2 separate regions of the Mus musculus genome follow, and region 1 is linked to region 2. The links are chromatin contacts, called in public HiChIP or PLAC-seq maps. All regions are on one chromosome and are shown on one strand. Each heading gives the region's core, a stretch centred on a gene start, on an enhancer-like site or on the middle of the called end of the contact. The rest is flanking DNA. Distances are from core to core; before and after follow the strand shown. Region 1 overlaps 9030404E10Rik (RIKEN cDNA 9030404E10 gene). Region 2 has its middle 79 kb from the start of Opa1.

Region 1 (4,402 bases), core at 874-3,373, 380 kb before region 2:
GATGCCATGGTGGATACAAAAAAATATGACTTCTTAGGTGCCCCCTACGAGGTAGCTTGCACACCGGATCAACCAAGAGTGTAAGGAGCATATCTCCCGAAGGGCTAATGTGATGTGGAGTCTTTGGTCACAGCCAGTGAGACAGGGAGTGGGTTCATTCATGTGGCTGCATGAAGATGCAAAGTCACTTCCTGTTAGGGGCAGTATGAGTAGAAAACAAGGCCTGCAAGAAGTGACCAGAGGGTGAGCTCTTGGTGGCTCCTCCAGGCCACCATGGGTCTTGGTTCCTCGTGGAATGCAGTCATAGCAAAGACTTAGGTATCAGGACTTCTTGGTAGTTGAGGACAGCAGTGTGTGCTGTGTAGCCAGGTTCTTCTTGCTTAGTTCTCAGTGACTGAGCTAAAGGCAAGGACTTTGTTTTGCTTGTATTGGATAGCACCCTTGGATGCTGAGTTAAAATTTAACCAAACTTGCAAATAAGGGTTATCTGTCCATCCCTGGCTTGGACATCAGGGCAAAGGCTTCTTTCTTCACCACTGCCCTCAGCGTGCACCCTCTCTCTATTTGGACGCAGAGTGAGGTGTTTCCCTGTCATCAACCCCTGTCAGTATATAGGGACGTAGGTGAACAGTGTTTAAGTAACCCAGGACCTTGAGCTCCAAGTGGATCTTTGCTGTGAATGTGGCAAGCAGCACAATGCCATAGACAGAGCCTGAGATTAGGAACCAGGCCTGGCTGGATTCAGATATGAGTCTCTCATCTGGCAGGATGCTTGGACTTCGCTTTCCCACCACTGAAGGCGTGATCTGCCCTTGCTGCATCACGAAGACTGAAGGAGGCAGGACAGTCCCTCAGTCGTTAGGTAGCTAAGAATCTTGGTGTGACCCAGCCTCCCAAGAGCCTAGGGCTAGAGAACCAGCTGCCTTCTGTTCATGAAGCTGTGTCAGCGTCAGAGCTGGGAACAGGAGAATCTAGCATAGACCTCACATCAGCTGAATAAAGAAACTGAAGACAGGAAGGTTCCACCCTGTAGCCCCATGGCCACATATCTATCCTTAGAAATGTGTATGTATGCATATATGTGCATGTGTCTATTCAGTTATGACACACTTATTGGGTTTACATATTCCAGTTTCAGGAGAGCCAACCCCCTTTTCTGGCATCTGAAGGCACCAGAAACACACAGGATGCACAGACACACATGCAGGCAAAAACACCCATACACATAAAACAAAAACAAATAAATCAGTTGGTTTTACACAGCTGTTCTGAGAGCCCTCCCTGTATGTAGGATGTCTTATTTTAGTCAGGATGGGCTAGGTAACACTTTAACAACAAACAGTCCCCAAATCTGTGGCTGGAAGCAACACACACCCATTCCTCAGGGTTTTGCTCTTCAGTAAAGAACCTGCTGACACCTGCTCTTCTGGCCTACACCCACCCTCTCAACCTAACTCGCAGAAACAGCTGCAACAGGGGAAGAGAGGGTGGAGGGTCCTGCATCTGCTAGGAAGTGATACCTGCTGCTTCATGCTTCGTTGGCCAGAGGATGTCAGATTGCCACACCCAACTTCAACAGGCAAGGAGTAGCAGACTCCTCTGGGAAATGAGATAGGGAAATACCAAGAGCCCTATGATCGATACCGCTGAAAGCAGCAGTCTTTACATCCAACCTCTGATACCTTTTTTTTTTTTTTTTTTTTTACCCTGAGCTTTAGAGGAAATGGAGGCTGAGTTGGTCTTGCCCATTCACCTGTGGGATTTCATCTGGAAAGTCTGACTGCAAAGTCTGTCACCCATGATCCTTTGTCTTACAAGTGGCTGTATTCATGACAGGAGACGGCAGAGGATGGATGGCAAACATGCTTCAGGGTGTCAGTGGCTGGGTGCCACAGCCTTTGAGAGAAAGCCCTGCTGGAGGAGGCGACTCTCATCTCTAGATCTTGAAGAGGCCAGATTTGGATCCCGAGAGATGTTTATTCTTTCCATTCTTACCCCCCCCCAACCCCCACCACATCAGTGTGAGAACCAACTCTAAAGTTCGGTTAGTCCGTCCATCCATACTCTTGGCTTACTGCCCTCTGGCAGGAGACGCCTGGAGGGATGGGGCCTTACAAGGAAGCTCTCTGGACTGGGCTTGACCAGGGAGCTTTCCTGGAATGTGCCCTAGGGAGAAATCAGATACAAGGGCCAAGTAGGAACTGGGGTTGGTTACAGAGTTAGTGCAGGACCCCTCCTTCCCTCTCTGCCTCCCTCCCTCCCTTCATATCTCTTCCTGTTCGCCCCTCTCTTTTCCTCCCTGCCTCCCTCTTTTCCTCAGCCCTCCTGTCTGTTTAGGCTGGTGCTGAGTCTGTGTGTATGGAGATGGAGTTGGGGTAGGAAGATAGGTGTGGGGGAAAATGGTTGAAGCAGGGAGAGGAGGAAAAGTTTTGGTCCCTGGGGTCTTATAGGGAAAGGTCCGAGTGTTTGGCTAGAAACTCAAGGAGAAACCTCCACAGGGAGGCTGTGACCCCATGGAGGAGTGTGTGTAACCGGAGGAAAAGAAAATAAGCCTCCCACAAGGTGTGCAGCCTGTGGGTCATGGGGGAGTGCCAGGCTGCCGCTCAGGCTCATGCTGATGAGTCAGGAACAGAACATTTGCCAGCTTGCTGCAGCCTGAAGGCTGCTGCCTGGGGCTGGCCCTGTGCACCTGGCCTCACCCACAGCTGGGTTCCAGCAAGCTTCTTGCCCTCCCCTTTCCTCCAGGAGCCATGTTTGGGAGGGCAACTGGAACAGAAGCCAGGGTTTTTGGCCTCCTCTCTGGCTTCCTCCCCGACTCAGAGTTGGGGAGAATTTGAGGGTCAGGGATAGAACAGTGCTTCCAAGATGGTTTGGATACCTGGGGAGTAAGAGGAGCTCGGGCCACCCTTGTATACACTCAACAGCTAGCCACACATGTGTCCCTTCCAAGTTCATCAGCTGCCAGTGTTAGGGTCCAAGAATCGCTGAAGGAAGACTCCCCCCTCCCCTCAAATAGTATGTAAAAGCAAAGAGCATTTGTTCTGCAGAAATTACCAGCATGCAAGGGTCAACCATTCATCAAAAGGGGTGACCCTCAGAGGGACTCTGAGGTCCCCTTTATAGACAGGGCTAGGGGAATTTTCCAGAAGGGTTAGCTAAGTTCTATTATGATTGGTAGGGAGCAAGGCAGTGACATGAATGAAATTCTGATTGGCTGCTACGTTAGTTCTATTACAACTGCTGAGACCTTGAAGAGTTTCAGAGGCCGGCTCAGTTCTGGCTTTGATGTCTACTCCAGCTCTGAGTCCCAGAAGCTGACTCAGCTCTAGATCATCTTCCCTAAGTCAGGGGCCATCAGTGACTAAAGGGACCATCGGCATTGGCTCCCTCTGAGGACCCCAGACTGCATCCCTGGGAATTGAAACTTTTCTCAATTTGCTGAGGTTTTTTGGACCTCTCACCAACAAAGAGCCTGACTAATGTTCCTCAACTAGGAACACTGTTGTGTGTGCCTTTCTGGGACCCACACACAACACTATGCAATTCTTTCTCAACCCTTTATCTTGCTTCTCTTCCATACTGTTGGAGAATATCAGCACACCTCAGAAGGCATGTAGGCCAGCAGTTGCTAAGCCCAGTGGATCATCACCCAGGAAGCTCTTAAAAACATGGTCTCTAAGCTCGGGATGAGGCTCATCGGGTAGGGTACTTACACTCATAAGTTGGGCACGTTGGTCCATACATGTAACCCTAGCCCTTCAGGAGGTAGGTGCAACTATATACTGAGTTCAAGATTTCAAGATCAGAAAAAGAGGGAGGGAGGGAGGGAGGGAGGGAGGGAGGGAGGGAGGGAGGGAGGGAGAGAGAGAGAGAGAAAGAGAGAGAGAGAGAGAGAAAGAGAGAAAGAGAAAGAGAAAGAGAAAGAGAAAGAGAAAGAGAAAGAGAAAGAGAAAGAGAAAGAGAAAGAGAAAGAGAAAGAGAAAGAGAAAGAGAAAGAGAAAGAGAAAGAGAAAGAGAAAGAGAAAGAGAAAGAGAAAGAGGTGATTCTTAGCCTTGGTTCTCAGTTCTGACATTTCATTCCTGGGCAGGAACTGATTTTGCAGGTCTCATGCCCTGTGGGCCATCCCTTGGGAGGTCACAGTGGGGACGAAGTGTGTTAAGGGCTTGGTCTTGGCAACAAACTTTCCATGTGGATTTATGGCTTGCATTAAGGGCTAGTTCTCCAGACCTGCTGAGAGAACCAGCATTGCCCCTCCATCTCATTTCTGCAGGTTGCCTGGATGCAGGCCTCCCGCAAGGAGCCAGTTTCTGTACTGGACTGCAGCCAATCCATGAAGGGGAAGGAGCCCATGGGTTGGCCACAGTGTCCTTCTGGATGCCTCCTTTAATGTGGTAAATCAGA
Region 2 (4,089 bases), core at 1,503-4,002:
GCTTCTTGACAGATGTTTGGTCACAGCCATCAGTTCCTGCTCTTTTTCATTTCTGGTATGGAAGAGGAAGGCTCTCCTGAGCGTCCCAGAACAGGTGCTCCTCGCTTCATCTCCTGTGATCTGGTCTTGTTCTGTTTTGGACATACAAGGCAGAACTCTGTATGTGCAGAGGGCATTGCCTCTCTCTGCTCAGCAGCAGCCTCTCTCCTAGCCTACCTTCAGGCAGGCTTGTGCTTTTAGAACAAGGACGAAGGCTAGTGTGAGTCCTGATTCCATAGCTGCAGCCTTTGGGCTTAAGGGGGACACTAAAGAGGGCTGTCCTTTTGGGTAAGAGATTTATTAGTAGAGCTATTAATACTAGACAAATGGACAGACAGCATAGAGAGGGCTCTGAGGAAGTGTCAGGCCCACATGGCAGACTGGGGGTCACGTCTTAGAGGTTAGAAGGTTCTATGCCATATGATCGATAGGTGGTTGTTTCTCATTTCAGGGATGGGGTAGTGGGTATTTGTGTCTTGCATTTGCACGATTGTGGCCTTGAGGGTGTGTGTGTGTGTGTGTGTGTGTATGTGTGTAGGTGGAGCCTATTTCATTAATATGTATCCATTATATAGGTGTACCACAGGTAATTCTCGATAATTGAGAGTTTGTTAGCCTGGGGTCTGTGTGCAGAACTTGCTATTCCAGCTGCAGATGGGCATGAGTCAAGGATTACCTAGGACCTAACACACCCACACTTCACAGACAATGGCTTTGATTGATGAGATATGTAAGCAATGCATTCAATACAAAAACAATTACTAAGACTTTTGACTGCCCTTTTTCATGGTAACGTTTTAAAATGTACTATCCTGTTGACATTCAGAATTCGTTAAAAAGTGAACAAACTGGCAGGACAAACGCCCACTGTTCCATTGACGCTCACCAGTTTGCCTTTTGGAACATGGACCCACTTGACACCGAGAGCAAAAGGCTTTTATACATACAGGTGCATCTTATCCAATCAGGGTTTTCCCTTAACACCCACTGATGTATGTGCTGGAAGTAGCACCGGCAGCATGGTTTTACAAGTACAAGCGATTAAACAAAATGTGTGTGCTCACCCAAGCACGTGTGGAAGCCAAAGGCTGATGGTGGATGGATGCAGGCTCTCTCTTCTGCTGTTCTTGGCAACAAACAACTCAGCCGTCTCTTCAGTACATACCACCTTAGATTTTGACACCGCCTTTTGCTAAACCTGGAGGTCGATGCCAATGCGCCCCTAGGCCCCATCTGTTTCTGCCCTTCCTGAAGTGCCAGGATTAGAAAAGAGAGTGGCGGTGTCTGGCTTTTTCTGGGGTAAGGGGAATCCAAACTCACTTTGCCCACTGACCCTCAGAGTATACGTGCTGTTTTGTTTAAAATCTAAGTCTGTGCCATGGAAAGGCACTAATGCCCCAGGACAGAACAGACTAGGAAGCTCTGAGGGCGTGCCTAGCCATTTCTATAGTTGCTCTTTCAGACTTTTGCAGCCACACTCACATGGGCTCCCTCAGAGACCTTGGCAGCTAGCTAGCTGTGCACGTTGTACAACCCCAGTCAGTAGCCTGCTGGTAAGATGCTGATAATGCTTACATGAAGGAGGTGTAAAAGTTAGCAGGGCGGTATGTTTGATATCTGGAACGCAGCAGTTATTTAATGAATAATCTTCCTCCAGACCTAATAAAGCTGCATCTCCAACCAAGATGGCTAGAAGTCCTGCTGTCAGAGCTGTAGGGGCACCCACGTGCACAGACAGACAGACAGACAGACTGTGACTCATGGGTGGGCAGCATGCTGTGTGTAGACACTGTGACACACGTGCGTCTTGATCTCAAAACATATCTTCGAGCATTTAAAAATAAGGGGACTTCACATGACTCTTCCAACCCCCAGCTTCCCTTACAAGTTGCCTGCTCGTGGAGGCAATGGCCTGAGCCCTTGGGCCTGAGTCTTGCAGGGACAGAACGGAATTCCCTGGAACCAGGAGCCAGTTCAATCATAGCTCTAGCTGCGCAAACAGCTTCTTTGGGCATCACTGCTGCAAAATATGAGCCAGCAGGGCTCTAAAGCTATAGTGTGTCTTTAAGGCATAAAAAGAAAACCCAAGGGTTTTAAAAAACAAAAAGGAGTTCTTTCATCATACCACACCCTATCCACTTAGTAAGGTACTAGGACACACACACAGAGAGACACACACAGAGTCACTCACAAACATACAGAGACACACACTCAGTTACTCCACATACACAACCACACACACATACACAACCACACACAGACACACACACAGACACACAGACACACAGACACACACACACACACACCCATAGGCACCAGTACAAAAGCCATAGTAACTCAGGGGTAAAGAAATCCCCTATGTAGAAACACAAGGCAAATCTTAAGCCTCCCAGCAGCAGATGCTGAACATGCCGACCTGCAGCATATCCATCTGCTCTAGAAAGTTGCCCATTTCCATATTCTCATCCTGCTTTTTTTTTTTTTTTTTTGGAGGTTGAACATGCCACGCCTCATCTGCACAGGCTTTCTGCTTGGCTGGCCTCAGACAAAGTTACCATTAACTCCCCAACCTGCAAGAAAATGATTTGACACAAAGGATTCCAAAATGTCCTCCTCTCCCCCTACAAGCCCGCAAACAAACAGTACAGGAGTGAGGTCAGCCAGGAACCCCCGCCCACCAGGCACTGAATTCATTTACCTACCTCAGTGCCCATTCAGAGAAAGGGGTGGGACAGGGAACAAGAGCTGCTCGGAGGCCAAGGAGAGTTTGGGGGTCGCACTACATTACAAGATTTGACAGGCCTTTGCCAGCCTTCAGTTTCTTTGTATCTTTTACATAATGGAGCGACACAAACTGAGCAGCCGGGATCCGTGCTGCCGCCCTAGCTCGGAGCACCCTCTTTGCAAATGCTAATAGTATTGCAGCATCCTGTCACCCGCTTACACAACAAAAGGATGTTGATTTTCACATGAACCAGAACAGCCGCATTGTACACAAGTTTGTGACCAACTTGTATGATCTGCGCATCAAAAGCCCAGCCAATCAGAGTACACAGCTGGTGAACCGCACCAAAGGGGGCGCCCATGGGGAGAACGTCCCAGTCCCAAAGCCTCACGCCACATGAATAAAATTACACTCTATGATCTTGATTCAGCTAGGACTATAGTAATTAGTATAATTAGCAAGAATGCAAATGTGTCAAGATGTTTGGAAAGAGGACATAAAAGAGGGAGTGGCTTTGTGTTTATGCTGAGAGCCTCTGAGAATATCTGAAAGACATATGAGTCTTGGCAGGAAAAAATTGCCATTTCCATATTAAGGCTTGAGAAATCTGACATTTCTCAAAGCAAGAGAACTAAGGGGTGTATAAGAGATTTCTGGAAATACATTTAGTTGAAATTGTTCAGGCTTCGGTTAGCACCTTTCCTTTCAAAAACGCTAAGATTCTTAAGTAAGAGAGAGAGAGAGAGAGAGAGAGAGAGAGAGAGAGAGAGAGAGAAAGTCTTAAAAACTGAGATAAAAATAAGTGTATCTTAGGATGTTAACTCAGAAAGATGAAGATCTGTAGAAGAGACATGGAAATTCACACAGTGAAACCACACAGCACAGGCAGCCCAGGGCTGATGGGAACTCCAAACCTGACCTGAGTCCTGCCCACTGCAGCCACACAGCACAGCTCTGCTGAGAACAATTCCCGAAGCACAGCCAGCTTCTCGGTGAATTCTCTGAGCCATCTGTTCAAACGACGAGCTCATCTCGCCATTTCTGTGTATCGTGTACCGAGCTCCCAATACCTCACACGCCATCACTTTCCTTCCTCCGAGAACTTTGTAGAGGAGCTACTCTGGAAAGTGGTTTGTTAATCGGACTGGCTTCCTTAAGTCTTATTTTGTCAACGTCACAAATTGCTGTACATCCATAAAATGGGAACAGTTCTGCTAGCGATAAAGCTACAAAACCCAACACATATTGGACCCGTTGCTCTGGATTTGAGTATTCTCAACCAAGTGTCACAGGCACAAGCCTTTGATCCGATGCCGACCATGAGA

Evidence for each region. HiChIP or PLAC-seq counts read pairs in DNA pulled down with a chosen protein or histone mark.
Region 1: a contact with region 2 is called in a FOXA1 HiChIP or PLAC-seq map of pancreatic cancer cells. The contact joins two enhancer-like sites. A contact is called at or near these places in 4 of 115 datasets of contacts at active chromatin or transcription factors (embryonic basal ganglia, extraembryonic endoderm stem cells, large pre-B cells and 1 more).

Annotation. Positions count from the first base shown.
Region 1 is chr16:30,032,427-30,036,828 of GRCm38.p6, reverse strand. All of the region lies in intron 2 of 9030404E10Rik (RIKEN cDNA 9030404E10 gene), which reads left to right. Among named protein-coding and RNA genes, the nearest start is that of 9030404E10Rik, 4.9 kb to the left of the region's middle. Within about 2 kb of position 2,123, at least 66 of the 459 cell types and tissues checked have an H3K27ac peak or open chromatin away from gene starts, as enhancers often do.
Region 2 is chr16:29,656,739-29,660,827 of GRCm38.p6, reverse strand. It overlaps a transcript of Opa1 not described here. Among named protein-coding and RNA genes, the nearest start is that of Opa1, 79 kb to the right of the region's middle. Within about 2 kb of position 2,752, at least 68 of the 459 cell types and tissues checked have an H3K27ac peak or open chromatin away from gene starts, as enhancers often do.